Linked DNA regions of Mus musculus: region 2 is linked to region 1. The links are chromatin contacts, called in public HiChIP or PLAC-seq maps. All regions are on one chromosome and are shown on one strand. Each heading gives the region's core, a stretch centred on a gene start, on an enhancer-like site or on the middle of the called end of the contact. The rest is flanking DNA. Distances are from core to core; before and after follow the strand shown. Region 1 has its middle 120 kb from the start of Gm30073. Region 2 holds the start of Dram1 (DNA-damage regulated autophagy modulator 1).

Region 1 (3,456 bases), core at 583-3,082:
AAATACAAGTTGAAAAAAATATATAAGTTGAGTCCATTTTCAGGAGAACAAACAGTCCAGAGCACAGTGCAGCCTTGAGCATTTGCTTTCAGACCATTCACAGGGGCAGAGCTGTTCTTGACCTCTTCTCTCTCCCTCCATCTCCTTCCCTCTTTATTTCTTCTTCCTCCTCTCACCCCTTTATATAACCTCTGCAGCATCTCAATGCTACCTGGTCTTACTGTTCCTTACACCATTTCACAGCCTCATGTTTCCAGAGACTTCACTGTTAGGCATTTTCAGAATAAATACTTGCTAATATTTAGCCCCTCATGCATATGAGGCTTAGTTATAGTTGACAACATCCTGTTATGGAGAAAGGAAAGAAAACTCCTTCAGCTTCAGTTAAAATTGCATGTATTTAAGCAGACATAATGATGAATCTTAATGTACGAAAGAAGATACACAGAGTTTTGGGGAAAGTGAAAGGTTTCCAAAGCATAATCAAAGCTATATTGTAACTTGCTCATGACCATGCTTTGAACTCTTCCTCCTTCTTGGCCTCCCCGACCCCCGACTTTCCTTTACTACTTTCTAATCTGTTTTTTTTTTTGCATTGAGTTATCATTTATTATGTTTCAAAAGGTTGCTCAATAGTTATTTCTAACATAATGTCTAATATACACATGCCAGGCATGTGGAAGCTCTGACTGTTTGATGCCCATGCTGTTATGGTTTAATCTTTTCTTAATTACTTTTCCTGTTGCTGCAATAAAACTCAGACAAAATCAGCTCCAGGGAATGTCTTAGTTAGGGTTTCTATTGCTGTGAGGAAACACCATGATCATAGCAACTCTTATAAAGAAAAACACTTAATTTGGGGCTTGCTTAAGGTTTAGTTCATTCTCATCATGGTGGGAGCCGTGGTGTCACACAGGAAGACATGGTGCTGGAGAAAGGGCTGAGAGTTCTATATCTGGATCAGCGGGCTTCAGGAAGAGAATGCCACATCGGTCCTGTCTTGAGCATCTGAGACTTCAAAGCTGGCCCCTAGTGATGTACTTGTTCCAACAAAGCCACACCTCCTAATAGTGCCAATCTCTATGGGGCTATGGGAGCCATTTTCATTCAAACCATCACAGAGAGGTTTATTTCCATTCACAGTTTAAATTGTCCATTGTGGAGGGGAAATCAAGACTTTGGGAGCTTGAAGCAGCTTTTCATATTAAATCCCCACTCAGAAGAGAGCAATCCAGTCAGAGACAAGAAATGAACGTGCATATGCTAATGTGCTGCTTATTCTCTTCATTTTACCCACATTCTCTTCACCCACAGAATAGTGCTACCCTCAGTTGGAAGGGCTTCCCATCCCAATTAATGCAATGAAGAAAAGTACCCACAGACCTGCTTAGAGGTTCTCTTGCAGGTGAGTCTAGATTTTTCTCAAACTGACAATTAATAGTAGTCACCATCATGGTTATCATGGATGATAGCTGAAGATGGAAAGAATGAGCTATCTCAAAGACAGCATTATCTCCTTACCAATAAAAAGGGGAAATAGTGAATTGAGATACATCGTTAGCCCTGGATGAGAGTTTAACCAGGCCTTCACACTCAGAAGCTGAGATTTCAGCTGACCAAATGCAATTCCTGGAGGCCAGGCTAATACTATAAGAGAAACAAGGCAGACAACAATCATGACCAATGGGCTGTTATTCACCTTCTAGAACTGGATTCTTTTTTTCATGGAAAAGGGTTCAGAAGTTTATCTTCAAAACCACAGCATGTGCTTGGCATGAGTCACCTAGGAAATCAATGACCTACTGAACTACACTTATACAAAGCTTCATGTATGGACAAGGCCCCACTACTGGGGCCCCACACTGATGATTCACAAATATCCTGCACTTAACATTACTCATCTGTGTGGGGGACAGGAAGTAAATGTTCCATTGTCAATTAATGGAGCCCTCTATGGGGAGAGGCACAGTGGAGGGTACTGGGCCAGTTGTAAGCACAGATGTCAAGACACTACACTTAGAGTACTGATCACAAGACAAAGTTGTTTATTCATTTTCAAGAATAAATGGTTCATTTAGAAGAATAATTATAGTTTTCAAGATGCATTTGGAAGACAAGTCCAACTCTAAATTCTATTATTATTACTCTCTATTTTTAATGCATACTTTTCAATATAACAATAAAAGATAAAAATTTTGTCACAGGGTTTGAGGTGGTATGAGCAAACAGGAAATGAATAGATTCCCATACAACTAACTTCTAATGCCCACCCTCTCCTGTACAAATTCTGAGGACATGAGACAGGCAAGCAATAGAGGAAAGTACAGATTGGCTTAAGTAGGTATTTGGACTCATTTGAGAACAGGAAGTGCTGGGTTAAAATTCCAAGAAGAACACACCGTGGTGTGCCTCTTGTCCCTTGGCTACCCATTAAATAGGAGCTCCAATTCAAACCATTTGTTGGCACAAATGCCAAGGTACTACTCTTAGACTACTGATCGGAAGACAAACTTATTTATTCATTTTCAAAGATTTACTGACAGCACTCTGATAGGCACCAGGAAAAAAGACCACGAAGCAGAAGATTTCCTATTTCATGAGTGTTCCAGACTAGCACAAGATGTAGAGTTTGTATTTAAATTAATCATCTTAAGAAAGTGTGTCATTGTGTGGCTGTTTTACTCACCCAAATTCCAAGTTGCCGAAATGACACATAGGAAGGTGAGCAATCAAAATCAAGTACCAGTTTTCCAAGTAAGAAGAAAACAGCTTGGAGACTGATGCTTACTTGACTAAATGAACTTTCTGATGATGCCTTCTTCATAGCTCTCACTAGCACATGCATCTGAGACTAAGAGCCACCCAGTAAGATGGATCTCGAGATCACGAAGGTTCTTAGCCATGAGCACATGATGCCAGACAATCTATGTACAGCTACCTTCTCCTTTCCTACCAGAGCAGAAGAAGGTCAGTTGATGTGTGTCTTCTACTGACAAGGGACAATCATACTCATCAGTCCAAGATCAGTCAAAGGAATACATGTTGGAAAGGAACAAGATGCCAGCATGGTTGCTCTAGTGAGGATCCGTTCATACTAAGTCAAGACATGAACTTGAACTTGGCTATGGACATTGCAGTTATGGTGGAAAAGCAATCTACTTGTGCCCCACATTAAACATATAAAAGGAGACTTGAAGCATAGGAGAGAATATGAGATTTGTGTCTAGGCTTGAGGTATCTTTTTCTCAGTATATTTTATTCAAGAGTAAACTTTATTACTTCAGTGCTCTTCAGAGCTGGGTAACATCCCCTTGTATATATTTACCATATTTTCCTTATCCATTCATCTGTTAATAATGGATCTAGCTTGGATCCACATTCTAGCTATTGTGAATGAAACAGCAATGAACATGAAGGCCAAGTGTCTCTCTGTAGCACGGTACAGGTATAAGGTCC
Region 2 (3,556 bases), core at 336-2,835, 680 kb after region 1:
TCTTTAAAGTCTTCCTCAAAGGACACAGATACCCAGATACCCGTCATTTAACATGGAAATGTTAAAGAGGATCAAGCTGTTGTGAGGCTATGCCAGTACCTGGCAAATACAGAAGTGGATGCTCACAGTCACCTATTTGATGGAACACAGGGCCCCTAATGAAGGAGCTAGAGAAGAACCCAAGGAGCTGAATGGGTCTGCAACCCTATAGGTGGAACAACAATATGAACTAATCAGTACCTCCCCTACCAGAGCCGTGTCTCTAGTTGTATATGTAGCAGAGGATGACCTAGTCGGCCATCAATGGGAGGAGAGGGCCTTTCTTTTGAAGATCATATGCCCCAGTACAGGGGAATGCCAGGGCTAAGCAGCAGGAGTGGGTGGGTTGGGGAGCAGGGTGGGGGGAGGGTATAGGGGACTTTGGGGATAGGGTTTGAAATGTAAATGAAGAAAATATCTAATAAACAAAAAAGGAGGATCAAGCTGTTGTCCCAGCTGTGGATAAAGGACCCTCAGGAAAGACGGAGACTAAGTAGGAAACAAAGTAATAAATAAGGGCAAGAAACTTCACAGGTTTTGACAACTTGAGGACTCTGACTTTAGAGGCACCAGGTCCAGAGGAGTATGAGGCAGGTCCATCCTAAAGGTGCTGCTGTTGGCACAAGGGGTCCAGGGTTGCTTTTACGCCAATGACCTACTGGTGTATCTCCACCAGTTTAAACCTCCATTTTCTTTCATGGAAAAGAAATTTTAGCTGTTAGAAATGAGCCCCCTGTGGTGGTGAAGACTTTTAAATCCCAGCACTAGAGAAGCAGAAGAAGGTAGACTTGTGTATACCACCCTAGACTTCAGGCCAACCTGGGCTACATAGGGAGATCCAGTCTCAGAGACAGAGAGGGGGAGAGGGAGGGAGGGGAGGAGCCAGGAGTTGTTGGGAAGAGAAATAAGTGAGCGGTTTGCCACATGCCTGGATCTACTTACAATAAATGGTATCTTAGGAACTCTCCTTGTCTGAGTGTCACCAAAGAAGGCTCTCCCCAAGATTTTATCCCATACCCCAGGTCTAAAGGTGCCACCAGCTGTCTAGCTGTCTGCTTGATGCGCGGCTCTGAGCACTGTTTCTCATTAAAGGCAGAACCCACACGTGCTTCCTGACTCTCTAAACTTGCCCGGGGATCCCAGAGATTATCTTGTCACACCTTTCCACTACCTCAAGAATTTCCACTACCCATGCCTGGCTTGCACGCCTTCCCTCCCTCTCAGCTCACCTGGTCCCTCCCTCACGCTCCTCTTGCCCCTCACCTGATATAGGGGAGAAAGGGGTTGACGTGCCCAGAGAGCACCGCGACCACGTAGGAGATGATGAAGGCTGCGGACGACCAAGTCACCAGGAGGAAGGGGACGAAAGCCATTCCCCTGAGGAAGCACAGCATCGCGGTGAGAGGGCGCTGAGCTCGTCGGACCAAGAAGCTGGCTTGCTGCGGACTGCCTGGAGGCGGTGGCCAAGACACAGACAGCTAACGGCGCGGCGGGACAGAGACTCCGGGACGGCCGGGACAGGCCCAGCCCCGGAGGGAGGGAAGCGCTCAGAGACCCGAGGGCGGAGGGCGGACGGGCAGCCGGGTGGGTGGGGCGCGGGCGGTCCTGGCTTGTTGCGAAACCGGTGAAGTCACAAAGCGGCAGCCTGGTCCCGCGGAGCTAGAGCGCGCAGCCACCTCCCCGCCCACGCCACGCCACGCGGGACCGCTCGGCTTCCTTTCGCTTTTGCTTGATACAGCGACGGGTGGGTGCGGCGGGAGACGCGGGACCCCGCGAGGCTGGCCAGCTCTTGGGCAAGTCCCGCCAAACTGGCTGGATTCCCAGCTCCTCCTTCCCTTGGGGGTTTTTCCTCTGAGCCTCTCTCTCCAGCACCCACTGAGCTTCCTTCCAGAGCCTTGGCCACCAGTGATGCGCACCCCATCGGGTCCCGCTATGGGTTCTGGGGTTCAGGCAAAGGGGCTCAGTGGTGTTTGGGCCACTGGGCATGGACGTCACATACACCTTTGTGATAAGCAGCGGGAAAGCCAAATCGCATAGTAACCAGGCCTGATAGCACAAGTCTGTCATCCCTGCTGCCTGGCTACTAAGGAGGCTGAAGCAGGAGGATCACAAGTTCAAGGTCTGAATTCGCAGCTTAGTGAGCCGCCCTCTAAAGAGCTGGAAATTTAGCCCAATGGTAGAGCACTTGCCTAGAATGGACAAAGGATCTAATTCAGGCAAGTGACAGAAAGGGTTGGATCCAGCCCTGGCCCACCCACCAAAAGCTACTTGGAGTATATATCTGTTCCCACCAATTCTACTTGGAGTATTTATTTCCTAGCAGCAAGACAAGATGACTTGATCCATTTCAGATCCACCCAGCCAGACACCACCTAAACCAAACCAATTGGTGTTCCTGAAGCACTGGCCAGCTCTGCGGGTCTGAGCTATAGTTTGGGAATTCTGAGCCCACTTTTGGCCATAGATGACCTAATACAGGTTCATCTCAGCCACATAAATGTGCCTTGTGTGCCATACCATGCTAGGGAATAGCCTACAGGGATTGTGAGTTCCTGTCCTGACTTCCTTTGGTGATGAACAGCAATGTGGAAGTGTAAGCTGAGTAAACCCTTTCCTCCCCAACCTGCTTCTTGGTCATGATGTTTGTGCAGGAATACAAACCCTGACTAAGATACAAGGTAAAGCTGTATACCCAAAGACAAATGCAGACTACTTAAGGGATTTTTGTTAATTACAATGAATATGCTAATTTTGAGGAAAGCCAGCATAATGATGATTCATTTCAATTGCCAACTTAATGATATTAGGAGATACCTAGAATATTAATGTAACACACCATGGATGTGTCTCTGAAGGCATTTCCCAAAAAGGCTTAACTTCAAGCAAGCAGCACCATCCCATGGGCTCTGAGTGAATAAAAAGGAGAGGAAGAGAAAGCCAGGGGAACATTTTCTCCCTCCCTCGGTGCTTCAGATCAAGTTGGTCTACTGTGTGACTTGCCTGCCATGGTGGGCCGAATTCCTGTGAACTGTGAGCCAAAATAAGTCCTTCCACCTTTAAGCAGCCTTTTCTTAGGTAATTAGTCACAGCAAGGACAGTAATGACTGCAAGTGTGTATGGGGACTGACAACCAAAGGCTGCTGGTGCCAGAAAGCAAAGAGGCAATTAAATCCAAGGCAACACCAAAATCAATCTATTTAGACTTGCCAACAAAAGCATGTCTTGGGTTTCAGGAAATTAGATCATATCGGTCACAATGGAAGACGGAAGGGTTGAACTGCTATGCTATGCAAAAGCCTGCAGCCAACTTTAGGTACCTGGGCTTTCTCTTTCTCCCACTTCTCTATAGGTTTACATATTTATATTGTGTGTGCACACATGATAGCTTGTGCTCAGGCCATGGTATGTGCGTGAAGGTCAGGGCTACTTAGAAAAGCCGAGTCTCTCTTTCTACCATGTGGGTATGCGGATTCTGGGGAATCAAACGTAGAACATCAGGCTTAGCCACAGAGCTCTC

What was found. HiChIP or PLAC-seq counts read pairs in DNA pulled down with a chosen protein or histone mark.
Region 2: an H3K4me3 HiChIP or PLAC-seq map of bone marrow-derived macrophages shows a contact between it and region 1, with 6 times the contacts expected there. The contact joins the promoter of Dram1 here to the enhancer-like site in region 1. A contact is called at or near these places in 1 of 15 datasets of contacts at CTCF or cohesin (the NIH/3T3 cell line), 1 of 484 Hi-C or Micro-C datasets (bone marrow-derived macrophages), 3 of 115 datasets of contacts at active chromatin or transcription factors (bone marrow-derived dendritic cells, bone marrow-derived macrophages and embryonic stem cells) and 1 of 9 other capture datasets (macrophages).

What each region holds. Positions count from the first base shown.
Region 1 is chr10:87,677,404-87,680,859 of GRCm38.p6, forward strand. No RefSeq gene overlaps it. Among named protein-coding and RNA genes, the nearest start is that of Gm30073, 120 kb to the right of the region's middle. Within about 2 kb of position 1,833, at least 23 of the 459 cell types and tissues checked have an H3K27ac peak or open chromatin away from gene starts, as enhancers often do. A contact at or near this core is called in bone marrow-derived macrophages and macrophages, where this site is marked.
Region 2 is chr10:88,355,490-88,359,045 of GRCm38.p6, forward strand. It overlaps Dram1 (DNA-damage regulated autophagy modulator 1), which reads right to left and starts at 1,586. Exons shown (of 7, transcript NM_027878.2): 1 at 1,303-1,586. The coding sequence starts at 1,433.